2 separate regions of the Triticum aestivum genome follow, and region 1 is linked to region 2. Evidence: chromatin contacts called from public Hi-C data. All regions are on one chromosome and are shown on one strand. Each heading gives the region's core, a stretch centred on a gene start, on an enhancer-like site or on the middle of the called end of the contact. The rest is flanking DNA. Distances are from core to core; before and after follow the strand shown.

What was found. A called contact is a pair of places that touch in the nucleus more often than the background predicts.
Region 1: a contact with region 2 is called in a Hi-C map of leaf, with 3 times the contacts expected there. The contact joins two enhancer-like sites. A contact is called at or near these places in 2 of 5 Hi-C or Micro-C datasets (both in leaf).

Annotation. Positions count from the first base shown.
Region 1 is chr6A:565,319,312-565,325,902 of IWGSC CS RefSeq v2.1, reverse strand. LOC123128552 reads left to right here. Exons shown (of 19, transcript XM_044548588.1): 19 at 1-160. Among protein-coding and RNA genes, the nearest start is that of LOC123128552, 19 kb to the left of the region's middle. Within about 2 kb of position 2,137, at least 5 of the 8 cell types and tissues checked have an H3K27ac peak or open chromatin away from gene starts, as enhancers often do. A contact at or near this core is called in leaf, where this site is marked.
Region 2 is chr6A:565,272,217-565,279,091 of IWGSC CS RefSeq v2.1, reverse strand. It overlaps the pseudogene LOC123131054. Among protein-coding and RNA genes, the nearest start is that of LOC123131056, 16 kb to the left of the region's middle. Within about 2 kb of position 4,186, at least 1 of the 8 cell types and tissues checked has an H3K27ac peak or open chromatin away from gene starts, as enhancers often do. A contact at or near this core is called in leaf, where this site is marked.

The DNA.
Region 1 (6,591 bases), core at 888-3,387, 49 kb before region 2:
CAGTTATGTGCTGGGATTCAGATATTTTGGTCTGAGACAGGTGTTTTCCGCTTGCCGTCCAGATTTGTAAGTTTGGTCAAATGTGTTGGCTTGTCCTGCAAGCTGCACTGGCAATGTAAAGGCATTTGTTCAGTTTTGTAATGGTAACTGTTGCCATTAATTGTGCTTGAACCCTGCCAGTTGGTGCCTGCTGTATGTTTCCAAGTGGTGATTTTCTGATGGGCTTCGGCATTGGAGCCAGGCATGTGACGTCGTTTGTACTCCTATAAATAGACACTGATGTGGCGATTTGGCGTGGAATCTCTTCAAAATTGTCTTGTGCCATTTGTATGCCTCTTTATGCTGTTGCATTTGGCTTCTGGGTGCTTGTTCTGCCAGATGCAGGTATTTGCGTGAAGATGCAAGTGCTGTTCTTGTTGCGTAGTGTTTCGGTTTATTTCTGCTGGTGATTCACGTTTAGTCGGTGTCTTGGGGCTCCACACACGACCTTGCTTTCATCACCAGGCAAAACATGTCATCTGTGCACCTGTTTTGCCACCCCTCGCCCGTAAGAGCAAGCTGTTGGTGTGTTGTTGAGGCGTTTGCCTGCGCCATAAAAGCAAGAAGCCATTCACTCACACGCTTCCAAAAACGGGCAACTGTTTCCTCTCCTAGCCAGTTTAAAACAAACCTTTTCATCTCCCCAGCCGCCGCCTCCTAACCCTAAGCCGCCGCCGCCGCCACAACTACTGCCGCCGCCTCGGTCCCCCTCCTCTTTCCCGTCCGGCGGCCTCGTCGGCGGCAAGAGGAGTGGGGACCCGTTCGTCTTGTTTTATTTTTCTTAGGTTTTTGTTTCTCCGGTGGCATCGACGAGGTGGTGGCGACGATGGCGTGTTGGAATAAAGTCTCTCCGGTCTCTCCCTACCTCGACGACGTCCGATCCGGCGCCGGCGAAGGGCATGTGAGAGTTTGTGTCCCCAGATCGGTTGGTTCCCTTCAGATCTTGGCAGTTGGTGTGTCTTTCAAGGAGTACTTTGGGCTGGCGTTTGGTGTGGCGACCACGACATCTTCTGTGTTGTTCTGTGGCTTAACCCGGTTTCTCCAACCCTCTGATCTGGTGGTGGTGGATTGCAAGTTTGTTCTGCTTGGGGTGATGCTCCAGCCGATGCTGCTTCAACGACTTTTAGATCTCGTCTCAAGGGGCGAGTGGCTATTGCGGTCTTCAAAGCCTTGTGTGGCGAGGGCATTTGCAGGTTTTGCTTTTCTTTGCTGTTGGTTCAGTGCAATTTTCAATCACCGGCGGGCAGCGTACAATCAGAGGAAGAAGAAGACTAGTATGCTTTTTATTGTAATTTTATTTTTTACTGGTCGTTCTACGTCCAGTTGTCTATCCTTTGTACTGGCCTTTGTTTTCCTCGATGATAATCAGATTTAAGATGCCCTTTGGGTGTCTTTATTAAAAAAAAAACTGTTTCCTCTCCTGCGCAAGCTGTTGACACGTTGCTAGAGACAGTAGTGAAACAGAACACATGCCCAATTCAGAAGTCATGAGATGGAGAACATGGCACATGTGTAAGCTATCTAAAAAAACCCGAACATGGCACATGCCGTAGAAAAAAGGAAATACCACGGTGCCACTTGGTTTCTCCGACTGCGCGCGCAGAGGCGCAGGCGCCTGTTCGACCGTAGCCAGCCACGCACGCAGCCGAGTAAAAGAAAGAGGCGCACGCCGACAGCCGTAGAAGCTTCCATGAGACCGTGACAGGCCGGCGACCGTGCAAGCAAAGCGTTCCCAGCTCGACCGAAAGCCCAAGCCGAACACTGACCATCATCCACCCCTCTCTCCTCCATCGTCGCGGTGTCCCTTATCACGGCATATCGCAATGAGAACTGTAGCATTTCTCTATTGCAATAGGCGCCTTTTTTCCAGACGTGGCTTGACTTTCTTTCCGGGAGATTCGGCCGGTCCGTGGCACTGCCTGCCGCCCAGCCCTCCGGAGCCTCTCCCTCCCTCTCCCTTGTGCTTTTCCTTTGGCACGACCCGGCCCCAACTCGCAGCAGTGCGCCGTGTTTGCTTGGCATCTCGCCCCGGCCACGCGTGGCAGCCAGTCAACCGCGAATCGAGCAGGGGAGGCCAGCCCAGCCCTGCATCGATGATACGATACGATCGGCATCCCGTCCCGTCCGTGGGATGGGACCGGCGCGTGAACAGCGACGGCCACCAACGGCAACGGCGAAGCTTTTGGAAGGAATATTTGCTGCGCGTGGCTCCGTCGCTCTCATCGCCAAAGCGTCAAGCGGCCGGGATAGACAGATAGATACAGATAGCGAGCACGGACTGTACCGCCGATCGAATCCCTCCCACACCACACCCCCGTCCATCTTGGCATGGCGCCATCGACGGCCACGATTCCGCCAACATGGCTTCTTGATCCTTCCCGGCCACGCAACGCCTTTCTACGAACTGTGTGCGCGAGAGCAACCGCGAGCCACGGATCGAGCTGTGGTACGTCCGAGTACCGTCTCGAAGGAATGCGCGTGCGTGGCAACTGGTTTTCGCGGCAGGGACTGGAACTGCATCTGATAGGCCATGGTAATTTGTCCATAGGTCTGGCTAGGTCTCAGTCAAGACTTAATCAAGTCTCAGTCAAATGATATACAATATATAGTAAGAAAAAAGAAAAACTAAAAAGAATTTTTTGTACGAATCTACATGGAAAATCAGAGAAAGATAGCACCGACCAAGACATAACAACGTCTGAGATTTTAAAATAAATAAATAAACGGAGCCTTTATTCATTAGAAATAACTAGTACATCGTCTGTGAAAATCATTACAATTTCATTTGAAGGTTCCTCAAACCAACTGTTAATAGCAGGATCAATCAGGTTCCCCATCTTCGTTAACAAACGCCCCCCCCCCCCCTTGAGGGTCACAATTTTTCTTGTCGCACAGTTTGAGATCCCGGCATCTTTTCAAATAGTATTAATATTCCAACCATTCCCCACTTGTTAAATGTAGTCGCGTTTTAGGGACTCCATCCTGGCCATGATACTTTGCCATGTAAATGAAAAGCCTGTCTTTAATTTGGTGTTCAACAAATCGCCACCAGGATGCTACTTAGCCCTTAGGATTATAGCACACAAAGAGTCGGGTTTATCAATAAGACGTCACGCCTGCTTGTCCATCATGGTTCATACTGGAATTTTATCTATTTATGGGTCAGCCCAATAACAATTTCAGAAATTCCTAATAAATCCTAGAGGCCCATTTAGTCCATTTGTGCAAGGCAAGGGATACTATTAAAGTTTAGTCCCACCCACATTGCTAGTTTAGAGGAAGTTGGACCTCTTTATAAAGGAGGTTCTTTCCCCATATGTATGAGTATGAGAACAAGAGGGACATCCACGCGCGCTCCTCCTCCGCCGCCCGCCTCGTCACGACACACTGCGCCGCGGGTTGCGGGAATGAGCCGAGCCGCTTCGTCTCCCTCCGTTGCTTCACCTCCCGCCGCAGCATGTTCGCGTCCTTCTCCTGTGCCTATATAAGAGAGGTCGCTCCTCTCCAGAGAGACACACCAGAAGCTCCTCTTCCTCTGATAAGGTTTTTGGGAAGCGCTCCGCGCGACTACTGGCTTCTTCATCACGGACTCCGACGACTTCTTCCCCGACATCGACTACCTCGGCGACGACATGGCTGGAGAGGATGTCGACCCCAAGTCTAGTGCTTCTGCTGCTGCTGTCCCGTACATGTTCTTGCTCTTTCTGTTAGATGTCATGACACAGTTCTTTGCTCTAGTTTCTGCCCTACATATGTTAGGTTCTACTTCATATATGCAACTTTATCTAGTGTCTGTTCTAGATGTGTTTAGTTTAAGTTCATATATGCAGATGCTTTTTACCTTGTCTCTGTCAGAACACATGACTTGTTTTATCTCTACTATATTAGTCATGCTTTATCTAGTACTTCTGTTAATAAAATCATTTGGTAAATTGCTCATATTTTCAACAATCCAAAAACCTTATTATAGGCAATTTACCCCAAGTGGTTTTGCTACTTCCATGAGACCTTCTATGTTTGAGGGTATCCACTATAAGAGGTGGCGCGTGAGGGCAGTCTTATGGTTTCAAACCATGAGTTGCTATGACGCCACTCTCGGCAAACCTGAAGGAGAGCTTGATGCTCAACAGGCACAAGCTTTTTAGAAAATGGATACTCTGTTTAAGGCTTCTCTCTTGAGTGTTCTTGGTGAGAACATAGTTGATGTTTATGCGTCAATTGATAATGGAAAAGATATGTGGGATGCACTCGGTGCCAAGTTTGGGGTCTCGGATGCTGGCACTGGGCTATATATCATGGAGCAATTCTATGATTACAGGATGACTGAAGAGCGCTCCGTAGTTGAGCAAGCTCATGAGATACAGTCATTTGCTAGAGAATTTGAGCACTTTAGTTGTATGCTACCGGACAAGTTTGTTACCGCAGGTATCATCACTAAGCTTCCTCCTTCGTGGAGGAACTTTGCTACCTTACTGAAGCATAAGAGACAGAAGTTTTCTGTTCCGGATCTCATTGGCACTCTTGATGTGGAAGAAAAGGCGAGAGCAAAGGACACACGTGCTCGAGGTATTGAGGAAGGATCTAGTGCCAATGTGGTACAGAAGCAGAACTTCCAGCCCAACAAGTTCAAGAACAAGGGCAAGTTTGATGGTAAAGCAAAGTTTGATGGGAAGAACAAGGTTGTCCAGCACAAGAACTTCAAGAAGAAGAATGACAAGAAGAAAGGTGTCTGTCATGTGTGTGGGGATCCTGATCATTGGGCTTCGAGTTGTCCTAATCGCTATGACAAGCGTCATCCTGGGAAAGGCGGCAAGACCGCTAATGTTGTCATTGGATACACTGACATGAAGAATGATGGGTATGGTATATTTCCCACTATTCTTTCAGTATGTCATTCTCCTGATTGGTTGATTGACACGGGTGCTAATGTGCATGTATGTGGTGATATTCCCATGTTTTCGTCTTATCAGACCGCAGAGACTTCAACTGTTGTCGGTGTCAAAACCGGCAGATCTCGGGTAGGGGGTCCCGAACTGTGCGTCTAGGCCGGATGGTAACAGGAGGCAGGGGACACGATGTTTTACCCAGGTTCGGGCCCTCTTGATGGAGGTAAAACCCTACGTCCTGCTTGATTGATTTGATGATATGGGTACTACAAGAGTAGATCTACCACGAGATCAGAGAGGCTAAACCCTAGAAGCTAGCCTATGGTATGATTGTATGTTGTCCTGCGGACTAAAACCCTTCGGTTTATATAGACACTGGAGAGGGTTAGGGTTACACAAGGTCAGTTACAAAGGAGGAGATATTCATATCCGTATTGCCTAGCTTGCCTTCCAAGCCAAGTAGAGTCCCATCCGGACACGAGACGAAGTCTTCAATCTTGTATCTTCATAGTCCATCAGTCCGGCCAAAGGTTATAGTCCGGCTGTCCGGAGACCCCCTAATCCAGGACTCCCTCGGTAGCCCCTGAACCTGACTTCAATTACGATGAGTCCGGCGCAGAGTATTGTCTTCGGCATTGCAAGGCGGGTTCCTCTTGAAATTCCGTGTACCTGTTGAAATAGTGTCCGGCCTTTTGTGAATGTTGCACTCCTTGGCTTCCACGCCCAATAATGGTCACTTTCCACGTGTCAAGCGAATGTGAAGAGCCAGGGTGTTTTTACATTTACCCCCCTAGCTGTGTGAATGAGCTGCCTATTAAAAAGACGAGGATTCAGATCCAAATCACACCATCTTCCCTTGGCGAGCCTTCATCGGAGCGCATTCGACAGAGATCCATTCCATCATGGCCGGTCGCCGCAGCTCCTCCTCTCGCTCCCCTAGCCCCAAGCCTGGAGATTGGGAGAGATGTTCCGTCCTGCATAGCAAATTAGTGATGCTTCAGACCAAGGGATTTCTTCCCCCAGCGTACATGGTCCCAGTTCGAGCCGGGCTTGCCACCTATAATGGCGGAGAGCAAGCGGAGAACCTTCCCAATCCCTCCAAGGGAGAGCGGGTATGCCTTGTCCCTTATTTGGTATGAGGGCTCGGATTTCCAATTCATCCGTTTCACCAGGGGCTCCTGGAGTTCTACGGCCTCCAGTTGCATAACCTTACGCCTGCCTCCATGCTGCATATCACGGGATTCGTAACCCTTTGCGAGTTGTTTTTGGGCTGTGAGGCTCATTTCGCTCTGTGGAGGAAGCTGTTCTGCCTTGTGCCCCGTTCTCAGAAGGGGTCAATATATCAAGTGGGCGGAGCCGAAGTGTGGCATATTGCCGGGACCGGGTACCTGTCCGGAACCCCAAAGAAGACGTCCGAAGACTGGCCTTCAGAATGGTTTTATATAGAAGACGTCCCCCTCCCGGATCCTATTAGAATCGGCCTTCCTGAGTTCGACAACGCCCCTTTGAAGAAGCGCCGGAGCTGGCGTTCATGGAGCTCCCAGGAAGAAGAGGACAGGGACGTTCTTTACCTGAGCCGGATAAGTTTTTTAGCTCGATCCGGATTAACCATGATCGAGGTCATGGCCATATGTATTATGCGGGGGGTGCAGCCGCTTCAATATAG
Region 2 (6,875 bases), core at 2,937-5,436:
TATGGGTGCTGCCACGTAGTATCGTGCAGGAGTCGGGCAGAAAATTATCGTCCGTGTAGCAGCGTTCATGGACGTCTGCCGGGCCGGTTTGGTTTCGTTTCGTCTTCTATGATCAGGTGAGATTTAGCTGGGTTGGAGCATCTATAGCCGGGCTTTACAAATTCAATCCCTCAAACACCCACGGTCACGTCCGATTACGTCCACGGGCAGCGATCGTCCACACCTCAAATTAGCCACCCTGCATTCGAGTCTTTTATATTTCAATCCCTAAATCCATACAAAGCATGCAAAGTAAATCATATATACCACATACTACGTACCATCTTAGCTAATCTTTGTCGTAGAGGATCGGTGTCGGGCGCCGGCTGGACGGGCGCGTAGGAGGGCTCCGGCTCATCCTCCTTCTCCTCGACCTCATCCATGTAGGCGAGCATTTCCACGGAGGGAATCGAGGATGACCTGCTGCTTCGCCTGCAGATCCGCGTCGCCAGCATCCCTCACATCATCATCCTCCACCGGGTCATCCTCCTCCGGATCCACTGCATTCGGAGATAGCCCACGGCGATCTGAGCTTTGCGCCTTGCCCGGATCTGCTCAAGGAGCTACAGTCGGCGCTATGGGGGCATGGCTACAAGTCGAATGGGGAGTGGAAAGTGATGGCGGCGGCGGACATACAGAGAAGAATGTGGATGGTAGGGTTTCGGTGCCGGCAGTCAACTTAAATTGCCAGGCTAGGCACTACACTGCCCGCCGAAGCGATGCCACGCGGCGACATCGATTCGACGAAGGAGACGAGTTTCAGACCGCCGGGTTTCCAGACGACTCAGCATGGGACCCCACCATCAGTCTGACACAACGGGCGCGCACGCGTACGCCCATATCTGCCCCATATTTAGACTAGATATGAGGGGTGACGCTCTTAAAGTTTGTTTATCTATGCATTCATAACTTGTGTTTTTTTAGAAACACGATACAAACGCTAACGACCGCATACACACACTCAACCCTACGTGTACATTTGAAAGACTAAGTCAACATATTTTAATATTGATCAAATCGTCACAAACGCTTCATAGTTGATAAGCACACTATATCAGTGAATGAATAGATAAATGAATCCAAAAAATATAGAGTCCTGTTTCAAGTAGAGCTTGAATCGGGATGGGCTAGTTCTGCCACAAAGAAGCTAACCATTTATACTATGCTTAGTTTCTACAGCCAGACTTTGCAAATCCGACACCTCAAACACCCGTGGACACGTCCGGTCGTGTCCCCAGGCAGCGATCGTCCACACCTCAAATTAACCACCCTTCATTCGAGTCTCTTATATTTCAATCCTTAAATCCATACAAAGCATGCAAAACAAATCATATATACCACATACTACGTATCACCTTAGCTAATCTTCGTCGTCGAAGATGTTCACGACGTCGGTGCCGGGCGCCGGCTGGACGGGCGTGTAGGAGGGCTCCGGCTCATCCTCCTCCTCCTCGACCTCATCCATGTAGGTGAGCATTTCCGCCTCCTTCGCGGTCTCCATCTCCTGCTGGCGACGCCGTCTGACCTCCGCAGCCGACTCCAGGCGGTGGGAATCGAGGATGGCCTGCTGCTCCGTCTGCAGATCCATGTCGTCAGCGTCCCCCACATCATCATCCTCCATCGGGTCATCCTCCTTCTCCGGATCCACTGCATCCGGAGATAGCCTGCGGTGATCCGGGCTTCGCGCCTTGCCCGGATCTGCTCAAGGAGCTACAGTCGGCGCTATGGAGGCATGGCTACAAGGCGAACGGGGAGTGGAAAGTGGCGGCGACGGCGGACATGCGGAGAAGAATGTGGATGGTAGGGTTCGGTGCCGGCGGTCGACTTAAATTGCTGGGCTAGGCACTACACTGCCCGCCGAAGCGACGCCACACGGCGACATCGATTCGACGGAGGAGACGAGTTTCGGACCACCGGGTTTCCGTGCGACTCCGCGTGGGACCCCACCGTCAGTCTGACGTGGCGGGCGCGCTCACGTGCGCCCATATCTACCCCATATTTAGACTAGATATGAGGGATGACGATCAGTCCGGGCGTTTGAGGCCCATTTAAGCCCTCCGTATGAGACGGGTTTGAGGCGTCCGGCTGTAGACGCTCTTAAAGTTTGTTTATCTATGCATTCATAACTTGTGTTTTTTTAGAAACACGGTACAAACGCTAACGACCGCATACACACACTCAACCCTACGTGTACATTTTAAAGACTAAGTCAACACATTTTAAGATTGATCAAGTCGTCACAAACTCTTCGTAGTTGATAAGCACACTATACCAGTGAATGAATAGATAAATGAATCTAAAAAATATAGTCCTGTTTCAAGTAGAGCTTGAATCAGGATGAGCTAGTTCTGCCAAGCTAACCATTTATACTATGCTTAGTTTCTATGTCGTGGTTAATTAGAACTTACAAAGCTCAGCACCAACCTTAACTAACATCTCCACGTGTAAGAATATGTTATCGTCTATCAAAGATAACTAACGATCTTTGTGAGGAAGTGTTCGATATTATAAACGATTTTGTAGTAACAGTAAAGTGGAGCCGAAACTTTCGTGATGTAATACGACGTTCCAGGACCATAACTGAAGACGACCCTTGTGGATTTACAACAGACCTCACATCAACGCTTAATTATATTGCAAAGCTGCTTTGTAGGTTGCATAAGATACTTCATAAAAAAAGTCCAGCATATAAGATATGTTCTCTGGGAACATATCCTTATCTCTAACTACCCTTTCGTGTCGTTTTTTAAGATGACGGGGACGACCCTTCCCTGCCGTTGCGGGCTCCCTCCTCCTCCCCCCCTTCCTCTCTCATCGCCATCGGAGGGCGCGACCAGGAAAAGCCTGGCCGGCGTCATCAACGCCGAAGCTCTTCGCCTTGTGGTAGCTTTTTGCCACGACGGCCTTTTTCCTCGGGCGCGCCGACGTCCGGAAGATGGTGAGACAGTGTTCCTTGGCGAGTTATGGTGGTGATGGTAGTTCGTGTGGGATGTCCGGCCATGGCAGAACACCTTACCCCTACCCCCTCTAGACCTCCGCCTTATAAGGGCGTCTAGGAGGAGGGGTGGTATGGCCTGCGGGGATCCCAGGTCACCCCAGGTGCTCAATTAGTTGTATATACTCCCAAAATTCTACCTCACATTATTACTGATTTTTCACGTTGTCGCCACTCTCTGTTCTGGTGCGATTTTTGTTTTTAGCCTTGATTTGGCCCTCTGCCGAAGGGGAGAAGCTTTATCTTCAACCTCTTCATCAACCCTTGCTGCTCCCATGATGATCCGGGGGAAGTTCACCTTCAAGACTTAGGGTGTGTGACAGTAGCTATATGTCATGTACCTCATTTTCTTGATCTTATGAATAATCAACGTGATGATGATCTCGGGTATTGATGATTAATTGAACCGTACTCCGTCTGTAAAGAAATATAAGAGCGTTTAGATCACTATTTTATGAATGTAGTACAATGTATCTCTTATGATTGATCAAATCTTTGACGCCCTCTAGCGTATCACAGTAGATAACTATGGCACTTCCGACATACATGAATGTAGCAAGCCCTCCAAGCCACGATGACAACATGCTCATGATGACATGATGGCCATGAGAAAAACAACAACTAATCCCCACCCTCTTTTTTTCAAGTAGTAGTAGAAACAAGCTACGTTTTACACGCGTAGCATGTCTGCAACCCTCGTTTGGATAGGAATAGCGGCAGATGTTGTCAAAGATGACGGATTCAAGCATATTACTGTTCTACTTTATAAGGTTCTCAAAAATAATTAATAAAATGATCGCATGCATCTCCCAAATGCAGAGGCCGGGGATCATCCGCCTTTTCTAAAAAAATAAAAATTGTCTGCAACCCAAGATGAAATACAGCCCACGAGAGATGAACCATGTTTGAGACCTCAACAAAGAAAGAAATGTTGCCTAAACCTAGTTCCCAAACCCGAACAGGAACGTAATCCAGAGGGTGGCTCCAACAGCTACAATCCAACAGTTGGGCGATGAGCAAAGCCAGACTAGAGCCCGACCAATTTAATTGCCACCATGTATCAACATCTCCTGCGGCCGTGGGGCAGCAGTCACGTACAGCACGGCAACGTGCCTATCCGCCAGCTCGCACGGCTCAAGAAAACAATTCCACCTGACACGGCCAGTCCGCCGTCGTGGGCCAGCCGCGCCACGACCAAAGGACGACGTACGTACGACCTGTGCACCACCCCGTCGGTCCGGCCCGGCGACAGCGTGCCCCTCCTTCTCCGTCGCCATCTCTCTGTCCGTCCAAACCACATCGCACCTTCCACTAGCGCGCATGGCTCCGCCGCCGACCTACCCATCCCCCTCACCGCAACTGAGGCCTGACGCGCACGCGACGGCCGGCCTGTACGGCCAGCGACCCCGACGCCGTAACCCGATTATTCCGACGGGCCGCCGTGTCAGCCACGCACACGATCCATCGCCCGCCCGACACACCAGAGGCCGAGCTCCGTATCAAAGGACGGCGTACGTACAGGCAGCGCACGGGTGCGCCACGCACCGGCGGCCAATCTCCTCCCGGCCCGCACGGGCTGTGCAACTCCTATAAAAACCACCGCGAGTGCCGCGAACCACACCGAACCACACCTCACTCCTTGGCTCTAGCTACCTGCTATAGAGCAGTGACCTCTTAGCACCACCACCAGAAGCGGCAGCGACGGCGAGAGGGCGATAGCGGTTGGACCGCCGGCGAGGGAGTTACCACCATCATGCAAGGGGACCAGGCGGAGAAGAGGGGGAAGGTGAAGAAGGGGTGGCTGGCCGTCCGGGTCGGCCAGGCGGAGCAGCACGGCGACGGGTTCCGGCGGTTCGTCATCCCCATCGCCTACCTCTACCACCCGCTCTTCCAGCGGCTGCTGGAGGCGGCCCGGGACACGTACGGCTACAGCTCGGCCGGCCCGCTCTGGCTGCCCTGCTCCGTCGACGAGTTCCTCCGCCTGCGCGCGCTCGTCGACCAGGAGACGGCGCACTCGCACTCCTCGTCGCACCGCGTGCACGCCGGCGGCTACCAGTAGCAGGCCTACTCGTTCGCCCCGTGCACCCGCGCAAAAATCACGTCCTGATCGACCCACATCGATCATCGAGCCCCGGCCCGCCGGCTTTCGTTTGTTGAGCACCGAGTGCGCAAGCGGCGGTAGTACATCTGCCTGCCGGAGAAAACAGTCACACATGTACATGTACACGTACATAGAGAGAGATACCAGATACGGAGGTGCATGAGAGGCAGTCAGTAGGTGATTACTGAATAGTCAGTTACCGGTGAGAGCAGGTATAGCACAGGCCAATATTTGATTGGTCTTTTTTTGTATTGATCGATATCAGGTGGCCTGATGAAACCAGTAGGCTTTTGTATATGTGTTTTCTAGGATTAAAATGATTTATGTTGTAAGATAACATTAAAGGGGAAGTTAGGGCATCTCCAACGCTGATCTCCAAACCCTCGCTTCTTTCGATCATTCCTGCTAAAACAGTTGGCAATGACTCATTGGAAACTTCTATTGGATCTGGGAGAAGAAGAAACCCAATCAATGGGTAGGTAGTCAATTTCTGCACAGTGGAACGTGTAACCCGCCTGCTGTCCAAGTCAACCACTGAATTTTTTGTCTACAGCGGAGAAAACCAATCCATCGACAGAGATGCACGAGCCAACCATCCAACTGTAGCGTAAACCGGATTTTACTTAATTAGACGATTTTCATCAAACGTGACCAAATTCATCAAAATTTGGATAGAAAATAGACAAAATCATGCATAAATAGCATGCAAATATGTCTACTACAACAATAGTTCAACTCAACGAGATTAACCGGATGTTCAATAAGTTTTTGATGAATTGATTATGTTATCCCACACATACTGCATCTTGAGCTTCATCCAACAATGTATGTGCATGAATGGTCTGTCGTGTGACCTCTACTACATTATGACAGCTCGTGCAGGCTAGGCGTGTAGAGCAACAATTAATGAGTGAAGGAGTGAATCAATCAACATGTACATTAAGAAGAGGCAGAAATTATGATCTTCATGGTTGCCATGCGCAATGGCCACATTGCCTCCATAATACTTCATGATGGAGTTCTCGATGGTGTACTATCAATACAGTAAGGACTTGACATTGCATGCATAGATGATGTGCATGTCATAGGACGCAGTGTGCTTTCGCGCATGAAACAAACCATGCACGCGCTATCAAAAAACCCTCTTCCGCTCCTGCCTATAAAGTCCGTAGATATGGCCAACCACGCATCGCATAACAACCCATCCTCCTCCACCGAGTACCCCGCAATCCTTCTTACTCTAAAAAACGACATGAATTTCGAAAATAAGCTCGATGCTATTTGACCGAACACCTGCCGGGTGTGGTGTCTACCATGGACGTCGATAGGGGGCGGGGGTACGTGGGCCGCGGAAGGATCCTGGTGTGGTGTCCACCATTTCGAAAAGAAAGACATGTTTATTGTAAAAAAAACTTCCTGACTTTTTGATTTTATTATTATTAATTTTTCCCATATGAGGTGCTTATACACCAGGAATGGAAGGGTATTTCCCCAACAGTGATGCTATTCTTTCGTACAAGTCTTACGCACGAATAGGATTTCTGAAGAAAGAGGTCACGCGTTACTATCATCTCTTTTCTCCTCCATAAGAAAAGTCCCTTCTCCTCCCATCGATGCCGCCACCGGTCTGCCCCATATCTAATGGCCACTTGGCCATGGAGGTGAGGAGGATCTCGGCCCCCGTTGGCGGGAGGTACTCCATTCTCGTTCTTGTTAGATTCAACATTTTCGTTGGGGTTG